2 separate regions of the Macaca mulatta genome follow, and region 2 is linked to region 1. Evidence: chromatin contacts called from public Hi-C data. All regions are on one chromosome and are shown on one strand. Each heading gives the region's core, a stretch centred on a gene start, on an enhancer-like site or on the middle of the called end of the contact. The rest is flanking DNA. Distances are from core to core; before and after follow the strand shown.

Region 1 (6,877 bases), core at 1,188-3,687:
ACTAACCTATGCCTAAACTTCTCCTAAGACTCAGAGCTCCTCATAATAAGTTGGTTTCTTAAGTGTCTCTTAAAGAAGCAGAAGTTCCCAGAAAAAAAGCCTGCAGCTTCTCTGTGAGTAGTCTCTTCTCCAAAAGAGGCTGCCGCAGCCTTTGCAACCTCAGGAGCCTGTTCTACTGACTTCCTCCTACTCCTCTACTGAGGGGCTACTGCACCATCACCCCCATCCAGGCAATACAGGGACACCCACTCCAAGGGAGACAGCTGTGGAGCAGACACAAACAGTGAGGCAGCCTGGCTGGAGTTGACCCTGGGCAAATGGGGGAAGAAGGGGCCACTGTCCCTTTGTCACCCTGTCACACACCACTTGCGGGGTGTGTTAGCTCTGCTGCCTGGTCTTTTCATGTGGTTTCTGCATGAAAATGACCATAATCACATATCCAGCTTTAAAGTCTCTTCAAGTTGTTTCCATATTCTTTAGTTGATCACAATGACTGATGAGGTACTACAGTGTCCATTTTATTAGCCAGAAAGCCAAGGCTCAAGATGCTTAAGAAACTTACCTAACAGCAGCCATTCAGAAACCAACAGAGCCAGAACCCACCAAACACCCCAAGTACAAATCTTGAGCTCTTTAAAGTAACTGAGGAGCTGCTCTGTAAACAGCAACTTTTACTGCTCTGCAACTCATAAGACTGAACGTGTCTTCCCCTACAGCTCTTCTCTCATAACTCTTCCGCTTCATCACATATACATTCAATATTTTAAAGCATGATTCTGTCTGCAGGAGGAAGAACACATTTGAGGCGAGTGTAGTGTTGGAAAGGAGGCAATGTATCACAGCAATTTTAACTAGGTTAAATGATATACCATTCATCAACATGCTAGTGCGGGTAACCGTTTATTTGTAGGATTATGAAGTATCACCTCTTATCTTTTTCCACTTTGCCAGGTGACTCTTAGCACTATTTGTTTTTTAACCAAGAATTGTGGCTATTGTCTCACCTCTTTCCTATCATGCTGTCCCTCCCAATGAACATCATTATCCCTGTGCCCCACCCTGCCCCACTCCAGGGTGCTCCACAATAGAATCCGATATTCTGTATAGACATTTATAATGAATTAAACACTTGTGTGAAGCATTTGTATTATACGGAGAATATACCATGAATATTGAATATCCAAAGCAGCATAGAGGAACAAAAGGCAAGTTTACACAGAATGGCCAACTGAAGTGGGCACTAGCAAGGCTGCAAGGCAAGAGGCCCATGGAACTGGTGGCAGCTGCCTGGAGGGACAGACACGTGTATTCCTGATGGGGAACCCCGAGTCCATGGAGCAGGACTCCTGGTACCTGTCCTCACCAGGAAGGCAAAGCATGCCCATTCCTAAGATGGGGTCACAGTGAAAGTTCACAGCTAGCCCTCTTGCCCTCTGCCTGGACAGATTTGCCAGCTGCAAAGCTCAGGGGCAGGCCCCCCACCAAAGTAGTTACATATCACAGGCGGCACAAAAGTCTAGAAGTGGCTAAACTGACACTCAATGTTGGACTGCATGTCAACACTTATACTATAAGGGAGAATAAAAAGTGAATGTCACCTGTTCTTGCTACTGAGTCCCAGTTCAGGATGCTTGAGTTTCTAAACTGAGGGAAAGGTGGGACCCAAGTACCCACGTACAGGTGGCCGGAGTGATGGAACAAGCTTTACCAGGTTCCTCCTCGGCGGAAGGAGAGACGGAGAACTGAGACACTCAGGAGAGGGCAGGCTAGGGACAGAGTCAGAGCATGGCCCTGCCTCGCCTGGGGCCAGCTAGAGTGTCCCAGCCGAGCTCCACCGCCTGGACGCCCGACGCTTTCTAAAAAGCCCCTCGGAGCCCAGGGAGGGGAGAGGGCAGCCCTGTGGGCAGGCGGGACTCACCACGTCCATGATCTGCAGGAGGCTCAGGGAGAAGTAGACGGTGAGCGGTTGCGAGTCATTGGCCACGGGCCTCTCCAAGGGGTTGTAGTTCTTGACCAGCTCCTTGTAAAGCTTCCTCTGGAACTCGCCTTGCAGGGACACTTAAGGAGAGGAGACCCGGGCAGGGGGCTCAGGGCAGGCCGGCGGGTGTACTCCCGACTCCCTCCTGCCCGCGGCCCCCGCCGCCCACCCGGTGCAGCCCAGACAAGCAGCCCCCGCAGCGCCCCCGCTGCCCCTCGCCGGCGGCGTGGGGCGCACAGAGGCGCCCGGGATGTGCCCGGGATCCCACGGAGAAGTGGAGGGCGGGGAGGCGGCGGCTTTACCATGCAGGAGCGACGCGGCCAGAGCCAGCCAGACGCCTCCCTGCGAGCAGCGCATGTTGAGTCCCGGAGCTGCCGCGGGCCGGCGCGCCTCACGTATCGGCTGTCGCCCGGGCCTGCGCCTGCGGCCACAGAGCCGCCTCTCGGCTCTGCTCGGCTCGCGCGCCTTTAAGGAGCCGGGCGCGCGCCCCCGCCCCGCCCGCCCCCGCGCGCCTCTCCACGTGACGAGCCCCGCCCCCGCCCCGTCCCCGCCCCCTGTCCCTCCAGCCAGGGCCGGCGTCTAGGCGGCCACCCAGGGAACTGCAGCCCGGGGTGTTATCTGGAGGTACTCCCGGCGCTGGGTACGCTCCGGGCACCTCCACCCCCAGTCTCCACCGAGCGCGCTCTCGGAATCGCGCCTCCGGCCAGGCCAGGGGCTGCCCAAGGCCAGGCTTTGCCTCTCCCTTGCGTTCTTTGTCCTCACTCAGCCGGCTCCCGCTCTCAGCCAGAAGCTGCGCCGGGCACTCCGGAGAAAGCCGGGACAATTCTGGGGTCCAGTCTTCCTGGACTCCCTCCTCCACGCCAGCGACCGGGTGACAGCGTTGGGGAACCAGGCTTCGGAAGTCTTGCCAACCAGACAAAACAGACCCGAGGAAGCCCCCTCCTCCCGCTTTCCGCGAGCCCGGGTTTGCTTTCCGCACCGTTTGCTGGGCGCTAGCAGCCAGACTCTCGGCTGGGATCTGAAGTGCTGGAGGCACCCTGTCGGGGAGGACAGATGCCGCCAATGTGTGTGATGGGATTCCCAGTGGTTACCCTAATGTGTGGCTCATTCTTTTTTAAAGGAGATTAGAAAGATTGAAAAGTTAACTCCTAACTCTTTGCTGGAAGGACAGCCAGAACTTGGTGTTCTTATCTAGGCTCTTTTGAGCCAGCGCACTGGGAAGAGTTAATGAGAAGGAGAGGCTCTGAGAGGTCCAGGGAGTGCGGAGAGTTCTTGATGTTGAAGAGGAGGCGTGATTTTGGAAAGAGGAAGGGAGGGAGGAAGGCGCCAAGGGGCGGCTTCCAGGGCGGCTGAAGCTCCCTCCCATTTGCTCCCTTCTGCTGAGCACAGCAGCGCCCTGCGTCCGCGTAGGGGGCGCTACCACCTTCCTTCCCGCAGCCCCCGTGCATCTGCGCTCACCAGAACAACGCCCGTGGGCCACGCAGCTGTTTCTGGAGGAGGATTCATGGAAGAGGTGACAGCTGAACTGGATTCACCTCAAAGGATAGCAGTCGTTGTGCCGGGAGAAAGGGACGCCAGGGGTGCCTGGAGAGCAGACAGGCGTGCCCTTAGCCTCATCTGGCTCTTGAGTCCCCCCACCACTTCTAGCAGTCTGGACACCACAAAGCAGGCACTTGGCAAAGAAATTATCTACAGAGATTAGTTGTTGGTAAAGGGGGAATGAGAAGAAGGGAAATAAAACCCAGAAGCAGAATAGAGAAAGCCCATGAAGTATTAGTTAAAAGATTCTCACTGGCGCATCCCCTCCACTGGTGGTGGGACTGTAACACTCTTCTACAAGGGCTGAAAGTACCTAAGAGCCCTGTCTTCCCTGCTAGAAGAGCATGAGCCCATGGGGCCAAGGGAGTTTATTTTTTCTTGAGTATGGCTATCAGGATCACCTTCCTGAAACCGGAACTGCTTCCTTACCTCCATTGCACCCCATAATATCAGAAACCTAGAAATCGTTTTCAGGTGTGACAAGCAATTCGCAAGTATTTATTTGTCCTCTGTTCTCTGCTAGACACCTGGAGGACCTACAAGCGCAATCCACTCGCTCAGCTTACAATGTAGGACTGCTGGAAGTTGGAAAGTAAACTTCAGTCTCCCTTGAGCCATTAGGTAGGTCTGTGAGTTTGGCTGTATTGACTCCCATCTATGGGACTCAGGTTTTTCATTTGTGAAATGAAGAAAAGCGCAGAACATTCTCGGAATAGAGCTGACGGGCCTATATAGGTCCTGCCCTTACTCCCGTTCCCAACGCAAGAAGACAGCGAATAAAACAGCAGGATATGAATACATGCCTGGGCACACCAAAAATACGGCTTCTATGGGTAAGAGGGAAATTTTAACACTCTCAGGAGGTAAGGTGCCTTTGCGCTTGGGGCCTGTGAGAGGTGGAGAACTGGAACGGAGATACTCACATAAATCCAGAGATCGGTGTAATCTCCTTTCCAGTGTGAAAAAAGACCAGGAAACCCCAGCCATTAGCCAGGGAAGTGGAAGGAAGCATGTTTTCTGCCTGGGCTCCGGATAGGGGGAAAAAGATAATTACACATTCAAAAACCAAAAAAAAAAGTGCATTAGGCTTAGGTGTGGAGTCCAAATGTGTATTATATGGTTTAGAATTCAAGAATTCCTCTGGAGGAAGATTTAGTAACTTTACACACATGGGACTCCAAAGAATGCCCCCAAATCACAATATTCATGAAAATAAGTTCAAAATAAAAAAATATAAACCATTCAAGGAAACAAACTCTACATCATCCTAGGCCATCATCAATTAGGGAAAGTGAATAGGCAGAGTAAACAGGAAAATGTGTGCCTCACAATTTGAGATAATAGGACACTGAAAAATAAACTATAAAATTTGTGGCCAGGTGCAGTGGCTGACGCCTGTAATCTTAACCCTTTGGGAGGCTGAGGCAGGTGGATCACCTGAGGTCAGGAGTTCGAGACCAACCTGGCCAATGTGGCCAAACCCCGTCTCTACTGAAAATACAGATATTAACCAGGCATAGTGGCAGACACTTGTAATCCCAGCTACTCAGGAGGCTGAGGCAGAAGAATCGCTTGAATCCAGGAGGCAGAGGTTGCGATGATCTGAGATCACGCCATTGCAGTCTAGCCAGGGCAACAGAGCGAGCTCCGTCTCTAAATAAATTAATAAATAAAAATAATAAAAACGAATAAAATTTGTACATTTAAAATGGTAAAGCTATTTATCAACGTGGGTGATGTCCGTCGCAGTGATAACCCTCAATTCTCATTGGCTTACCACAGTGAAAGTTTCTTTCTCCCTCACACCACAGTCAAATAGTTCAGATGACTTTGCTGGGTGGCTACCCTCCTCCCCAGGTCTTTCAGATATAAAAGATCCTTTCATTAAATGGAGAGTGAATGTAAGACAAAAGCACTATTCAAAGAGTAAATTCTGAGAACTTTTCAATATTGACAAAAGACATCACACCACAAATTCACTCGGTCATGGATTTGATTACTGCTGAATTTAATTTGTTAGTAGACTTTAAAAGAATTTTCTATGTATATCCATGAAGGATATTGCTCTATCATTTTCATTTCTTGTAATTTTATCGTCTAATTTTGGTAGAAGATCTTATGCTTCCTCCTCCTCTACTTTCTAAAATCGTTTGTTCAAGATATAATTTGTTTCTTAAATGTTTGATGAAACTAGTGAAACTGGAGTTTTTGTGGAAAGATTATTTTCTTAATGTTAACCCAATTTTTGGTAGATATGTAGGACAATTCAGTTTCTATTTGTTCTTGGGGAAAACTTGCTAAATTGTATTTTTTTTTTACAAATTTGTCTATTTCATTTAAGTTACTGCATTTATTGACATAAAGTTGTTTATTATGTGCCTTTATTACCTTATTTATATGTATAGGCCATGTGGTGATACCTCCTCTTCATTACTGTTTCAAGGAATTTGTGTTTTCTCCTGTTCTTGGTTACACTTACTAGGGTTTAACAATATTACTAATCTTTTCATGGTACAACTTTTTGCTTTAATTTTTTTAATTTTATTTTTTAAAATTTCATTGATTTCTATTCTTGTGTTTCTTATTATCTTCAACTTATTTGGGGTTTAATTTGCTCATTTTTTACAAACTTCTTGAAGTGTAAACTGAGGTTGCTGATTTTAGATTCTTTTACAATGTAAGTATTTAAATATGCAAATTTCCATCTGAACACTACTTTAGTTGCCTCCACCTAATTTTGATATGTTCTATGTTCACAACCTCCAGTTCAAAATATTTTATAATTTCTTTGTGATTTATTCTTTGAGCAATGGTTTACTTCAAATTGTGCTTTTCTGTTTCCAAAACAGCACAGTTTTTTCTAGATATATACTATTCTTAGATATTGTCAATCTCTCAAAATATTTGTTCTAATTACTCTCCCAGCACAGCACAATGTATGAGTGATCTAGTTGCCTCACATAATTCATCCACTTGTCTTTGACTTAATTTCAGATTTTTTTGGCTTATGGGTAATTTGATCTCAATGTGGCTTTTAATTTGCATTTCCCTGATGACTAAAGAAGTGGAGCAGCTTTTCATGTGTTTATTGTTATTTTGGATATCCTTTGTGAAGTGATTTTTCAGGTCTTTTGTCCATTTTTCTAATGTGTTGTCTGCCTTTTTCTTATTTATTTGTAGGAATTAATTCTTCATTCAGAACGAGTCCTTTGTCAGACATCTATATTGAACATAATTTTTAGAACTCTGGCTTCATTTAACTTTCTTAATGGTATCTTTTGGTGAATAGATATTCTTAATCTTAGCGTAGTCCAATTTATCAACATTTCCAATCACAGTTTGCATTTTTTGTGTTGTGCT
Region 2 (6,877 bases), core at 2,630-5,129, 160 kb after region 1:
CCTAGAATGGCCACTAAAAAGTTATTTAAAAAGTATAATTGATACTCTTTAAGAGAAGATAAAATGGAACCATACAAAATGCCCAATTAAAATCAGAGAAGGCAGAAAAAGCCACCACTGGCAACTAATAGGAAACAGTTACAAATATGATTTATATTAATGCAAACAGATCAACAATTATGTTAAATGTGAATGGTCTAAACACACCAATTAAAAGACAGAGATTGCTAGACTCGATAACAAAACAAGACCCCACTATATCTTGTTGATATTAAATACAAAGTATCTGTTTGGTGAAAAGTAAATGGATGGAGAAAGACATACCCCGTTAACCCCGATCAAAAGAAAACTCCAGTAGCTACATTAGTTTCAGATGAATGGGACTTGAGCAACAGGAAAATTATCAGAGATGTAGGGGGAGGGGTAAGTAAGAAACTCATAATCATAAAGGGGCTAATTATCCAAGGATACATAATAACCCTAAATATGCATGTGCCTAACAATAAAATGTCAAAATATGTGAGGAAAAAATGATAAACCTGAAAGAAAAAATGGTCCAATCCACTATCATACGATACTTCAACATTTCTCTATCCATGATTGATAAGATCACATAGGCAAAAAATCAGGAAGGATATAATTGACCTAAACAACATTATGAACTTTATTTAATTGATATTTGTAGATCTAGCAATAGCACAATACACATTCTTCTCAAGTTGGTATGGAATAATCACCAACATTGGCCACATTCTGCTCTAATCAAATTAAAGAAAATAGAAATTATACAAAGCATGTCTTCATACCACAATGGAAGTAACATAGAAATCAAGAACAGAATGATAGCTGGAAAGTCCCAAATCATTGGAAACTAAACAACACATTTTAAATAACATTTGGGTCAAAGAGGAATCTCAAGAATAACTAAAAACATTGATCTAAATAAAAATTAAAATACAACTTTTCTAAATTTGTGGGATGCAGTAAAAGCAGGGACATTTATAGCAGTAAATGCATACATTTGAAAAGAAGAAAAATCTAAAATCAACAACCTAACTTGTCACCTTGGATAACAGAGAAAGAAGTGCAATTTTAACCTAAAACAAGCAGAACAAAGAGGAATAATAAAAATTAGATAATGAAATTGAAAATAGAAAACAATAGAAAAAAATCAATACAACAAAGAAAACACTGAAAAGATGATTAAAATTAATAAACCTATGCAGGTTAACCAAGAAAAAAAGACATTGGACATAGTTTGCCAATATCAAAAAATAAGAGGTGTCATCTCTACTAATTTCATAGATATTAAAAGAATAATAAAGGTTTATGATGAACAACTTTACACCCACAATATTTAGATAAAGTATTTAGATAAATATTTTTTGAATCTTTAGATTAAAAGGACCAATTCCTTGAATGATACAACTACATTTTACACAAAAGCAAATAGATCACCTAGCAGCTCTGTATCTACGAAGACAAAGAATCAATAATTAATAAAGTTTCAAAAAAATCACCAGATTCGATGGTTTCACCAGGGAATTTTACCAAACATTTATGGAAGAAATGATATAAGTTCTTTACAATTTCTTACAGAAAATACAAGTAAATATTACTTCTTAACTCATTTTATGAGACCAGCATTACCTGCATACCAAAATAAAATAAAGACATTACAAAAAAGAAAATTATAACCAAATATTTCTCATGAACATAGATGCAAAAGCCATCAACAAAATATTAGCATATTGAATACAACGGTGTATACAAACAATTATACACCATGCCCAAGTAGAATTTGACCCAAGTATGCAAGGCTAGTTCCTTGAAAATCAATTGAAAATCAATCAATGTAACCCATCATATCAACAAGCGAAAGAAAATAAAATCACATGACCATATCAATAGATGCAGAAAAAGAGTTTGACAAAATCCAACATCCATTCATGATAAAAACTCTGCAAACTAGGAATAGAGAGAACTGCCTAATCTTGATAAAGAACTAAAAATATCCTACTGCTAACATCGTATTTAGTGGTAAGAAACTGGGTACTTCCCCTAAATTCAGGACAGGACTGTTAAGACAATGAAAAGACACGCTTCCACTGGCAGAAATATTTGCAAAACACGTATCAGATCAAGTACTTCTATCCAAAATACACAAAGGACTCTTAAAACTCAACCATACGAAAACAACCTATTTTTTTTTAATGAGGACAAAAGACGTGAACAAACATCTCACCAACGAAGATATACAGATGCATACGAAAAGTTGCTCCACACAATTTTTCATTAGAAAATTGAAAATTAACAATGATATAGCACTATATGCCTACTAGAATGTCTAAAATTATAGATGATAGGTAGGTAGATAGATAGATAGATAGATAGATAGATAGATAGATAGAGATAGCCAATATCAAGTGCTGGCGATGATTAAGGAAAGGGATTCATATTTGCTGATGGTTATAAAAATGCTACAGCCACTCTAGAAAACTGTTTGGTTCTTATAAAGTTAAACAAATTTACCATAAGATCTAGCAATTGCACTCCTAGATATTTAGCCAACTAATTTAAAAACTTTTGTCCAAACAAAACGCTGCATGCAAATGTTTATAGAATGTTTATTCACAGTCGCCAAAAACTGGAAACCACCCAAATATTCTCCAGTGGGTGACTAGATAAACAAAATGTGGTACAAATAATGAGACTTTCCTCAACAATAAAAAGGACTATACACAGTAAAATGGATGAATCTCCAAGGCATAATGATGAGGGAATAAAGTCAATTTCAAAATGTTACATATTGCATAATTCCATGTATACGACACATTCACAAAGACAAAACCTTAGCAATGGAGAACCTATCGGGGGTTACCAAAAGTTAGGGATGGGGGGGCGTGGTTATAAAAGGACAGAACTATAGAGTTCTTTATTGTGCTAGTGGTTACATGAATCCAAACAAGGTTTTAAGATTACAGGATTACATATCAAAAAACCAATTTACTGAATATTAATTTTAAAAGTGAAATAAATTATCAAACACTATTAAACATATACAATGTTTAAAGTGAAGCAAGAAGTCCTAAACTAAAAGTAAAATAATGATTGATTGTTTAGAAGTACACCAGGATGGTATGGGTCATCTGCAATATAACGTCCTGTTTGGGATAAGAAGGCGCGGCTACATCTAGAGGGTGACGTGAGAAGGGCCCAGGCAGCGAGCAGGTCTTGGCATCAGGGAGGGGCAACATCTGAAGGGGTGGCGTGAAAAAGTCTTTAGAGGAAGGCAAAAAATGGGAAAAGGTCAGAGAACCTCTTTGGGAGGTAAAAGGACCAGCTTTGGATTAGGCGTGATGCACAGGCCCCAGCGCAGGGCGTGGAAACTGCAGCCTGGACAGCCTGGGTGGGAGAAAGTTTGGGATGTTTAGGAAGGAACGGTGCGCCAGCCAGGGGGAAGAAACGAGATAGGTGGCCGCAGATGGCTCGAGTCAGGCAGCAGGAAAAGGCAGGCTATTTAAGCAGCGTTTCCTGCAGTCCAGGCGGAGAGCGCAGAAGGGGCCACCCCGAGGGGCAAGCGTGGGAGAGCCAGAACGGGCGCGCGGGCGCGGGCGCGAGGGCGCTGTGCGTCCTCCCGGGGCTCGCGGCCGCGAGCACGCGCTCTCCGTGCCCGGCCCCGGCGGTGCGGGGGCGGGGCACAGGGCGCGGCGCGCGCACGTTCACGCGGGGCTGGGGCGGGGCGTGAACGCGACCGGTGACGTCGGGGGAGGGCGCGCGCCGGGAGGCTGCAGGCGGAGCCGGGAGGCGGGCGCTGCGCGCGGCCGCGGGCGGAGCGGAGGGGCGCGAGGGGCGGAGCGGAGCGCGGGAGGAGGCGGAGGAGGAGAGGCCACCGGGACCGCGAGCGGCAGCTGGGGAGGGGGCTGCGGAGCCCGAGCGCGAGCAAAACAGCTGATCTGGTTTTCCTTTAAAGCGAGAGAAAATGGAAGTCGGGTAGCAGCGACTGCGGCGCTGCGGGCTGGCGGAGCGGAGCGGCTCGGCGCGGCAGGTAAGACGGCGCTGGCCGCGGTGCTGCCGGCGGGCGGCGGGGCCGGGCCCGCGGACCAGGCAGGTGCGCTGTCCCGGCGCGGGGCCGGCACCGGCTCCTTCCCGAGCTCCGTGGCAAGGCAGGTGGGCGTTGAGGCCGGGCCACCGCGGGGCCGGGGCACGGGGACGCGGGGGGCGCGGGCCCCGGCTGGGCTCGCCGGCGCGTCTGCATTGCGGGCTCCGCTCTGGACCCCGCGGGCTCCGGGGCCACGGGCTCCGGCCCGGCGTGGCGCGCCTCTCTCGGGCAGGGCGCGGCGCTCCGGCTGGGTCGGGGCTGCTGTCTCCGCTCAGCCCTTTGGCTGTCCGCACTGGAACGTGATGCCAGGCGTGGGGCGACCGGCCCCTCGGTCCGTGCGCGCGTCGGGGGTCCCGCGGCTCTGACAGACGGCCGGTCAAGGCCCGGGCCCGAGCAGCGCGCGAGGCCGCTCGCCGGGCACCGGAGCTGTGGCTGCGTGGGCCCCCGCGGCCCCGCGCACCGCCGTCCCGCTCGCTCTGCTGGGTCTCGCTGGACAGCAGGCAAACCATTAATGCAATTTGGCTGTGAACCCAGAGGCCTTCCCTAATATCTCCTCACTGGAGGGGAAAAAATTGCATCTGCGGTGCTTTAAGTGCTCCTTTAAATTTGGGAGATGTCAGTGATGTCATCATTAACTAAAACTTTCCTTCATTGGACACAACCGCTCAAGTGTACCCTCCTCCCGCCCGGTGAAGCTATTGCAGCCCTTTCAGAATGTCTGTAATAAAATGGATTTGCCTCTGCTCTGTAAACTCAGCTACCTCACACAAGTGCAAATGACTTTTATTTCTGTCTATTGACTGGAGAATGAATAGATTTAAGAGTAGCTGAAGGGAAACTTGTGAGACCCGGATCAGGGAATCCCTTCATCCACAGCACAAGGATCCAGGGGAAAGTCATGTATGACATGCACATGGTTACCGCCGGGTGATAGCTTGGTAAATGGAAGTGGGCTGTAAGAGGAACAATTTTTAAAAATATTATGGGGCAGATAATGTGTCCAGGAAAAGGTTGACAGCGGGACCTAAATCTTTACAGGTCTTAATTGCTTCAGGAAAATCTGCAGGTGTCCTTCTTCACCATCCTCCTCCTCCAGGGTGTGCCCGGGAGAAGCCTGCCCTGGGCAAAGGCGGGGAGGCAGGTTCACTAGGGTCCTCTAAGCAGCTGTGTGTCCCACCACCTTCAAAGGCCTCTTCAAGAGCCAAAGAACGTTCAGAAGAACAGAGGTAGATCTGAATGGCACTCTCAGGTCTGGATAAACATGCCCCGCTAACTGGGATCAACACTTCGTTATTTTATTGTGCGTGTGCCATTAGTACCAATTCTTATGGGAACAAAACTAAGCAAGTTCCCAAGACAATCTGAGTATCTACTTAAGCCTATCATATCGAAAGGATATCCAATAAGGGACAAACGTATTGACATTTTCATATTTAATAATTAATGACAACTCCCAATTGGCTAAAATAAGTATGCCTTAAATTATTACTGTGATTGTATTGGGTCTGTAAGGAATTTAATAGCATATGCCACGCAAAAGTTGGAACCTGGTTAGAACTTCGATCTTTTGAACCCTGTATTGGTGTGAAAAGAATGGGAGAACAGTGGTTACTTAGGCCTTTAGTGTTCAAGGTGATAATGGGTGGAAATCACCGCTTTACAAAGTATTGCCACATGCAGGTCTCACCTGGGCCTGGATCATAGGTGGCAGGTGTTCCCTTAGAAAGTAACTCCTGAGGCCCCCAGGATTGGTGGAGAAGGAGAGGGGACGCCTTTCTCTGAGCAAGCGTGTGTAATTCTTGGCCTCTGACCTCCTGATGGTGCCGCATTTATTCCCAATGGTGTGCCTCAGTGAGATGAGAAACTGGCTCCAAATGAGCTGCTTTTGGATGATACCGTTCCCGCTGTGTGTAGTTGCTTTAGAGCTCAACTCTTGAGTTGTGGCAGAGATTCTTCTTTACAGAGTGTCTTCAGTAGTATGAAGATTGGTTTTTAAGGGTCTAGATTGCAAACTGTGAAAATGGAGTCTGTGAAACCAATCTGGCCCCGTATCCATCTTTTTTTTTTTTTTCACCTGTAGACTCGTGAAAATATTCGCCACGTTTATGGTTTAACCCACTGTAGTACTTGTAAAACTTCAAATGCAAGTGTTTCCACTAAACCTTTAGGTATGGGTCACTCATTTCCCTAAAACATTTTAAAACATCCGCTTTAAAGCCTCTTCATCCCCCCTTGTATGTTTAGAGTGCTTAAATTTGGGAGCTGTCAGTGATCTCCCAAAAGAGATCACTGTCACATCTTCCGTTTCTAAGAAGTCAAAATTGCCCTGATTTTCTTTCTGTTCCCTCTGGGATCTTAAGGTCATTTATTCATGCCTTAGGCCCACAGAAGAAAGGTTGAATCAGCTCTTTTGGGCCAGCAGGGGGCGTGCTAAACGCGGCTTGGCAGGCGTGTGTCAGAGCCACCTTGGGAGTGGGTCGCCAAGTTGAGGTGGGTGCGTGTGTGTGCGCCGGTGTGGTCTGCCCCCGGTTCCCCCCGCCCCTCCCGCTCCGCTCCCGCATGCCTGTCTCCCAAGAGATGGAAACTTAAGAAAGGGTTGGGGGCACATACTTGAATGACCACAGGTTGTGGAGTCTGGAATGTAGGCCTCCCTAGCAGAGAAATTGCTTCAGTGGCTCCATGTCTTTGGAAGGTGGCCCTTAGCACACTTTGAGCCTCATGACTGAGTGCCTTCTCCGACTGCGGAAGTGAGAGTGTTAGTTTGGAGAGGAGAAA

Evidence for each region. Hi-C and Micro-C count contacts between places; a contact is called where the count stands out from the background.
Region 2: a contact with region 1 is called in a Hi-C map of liver, with 2.3 times the contacts expected there. The contact joins the promoter of OTUD7A here to the promoter of CHRNA7 in region 1. A contact is called at or near these places in 3 of 14 Hi-C or Micro-C datasets (cortical neurons, fetal cortex germinal zone and liver).

Annotation. Positions count from the first base shown.
Region 1 is chr7:7,172,660-7,179,536 of T2T-MMU8v2.0, forward strand. It overlaps CHRNA7 (cholinergic receptor nicotinic alpha 7 subunit), which reads right to left and starts at 2,438. Exons shown (of 10, transcript NM_001032883.1): 1 at 2,281-2,438; 2 at 1,919-2,058. The coding sequence starts at 2,335.
Region 2 is chr7:7,331,498-7,338,374 of T2T-MMU8v2.0, forward strand. It overlaps OTUD7A (OTU deubiquitinase 7A), which reads left to right and starts at 3,880. Exons shown (of 13, transcript XM_028850656.2): 1 at 3,880-4,048.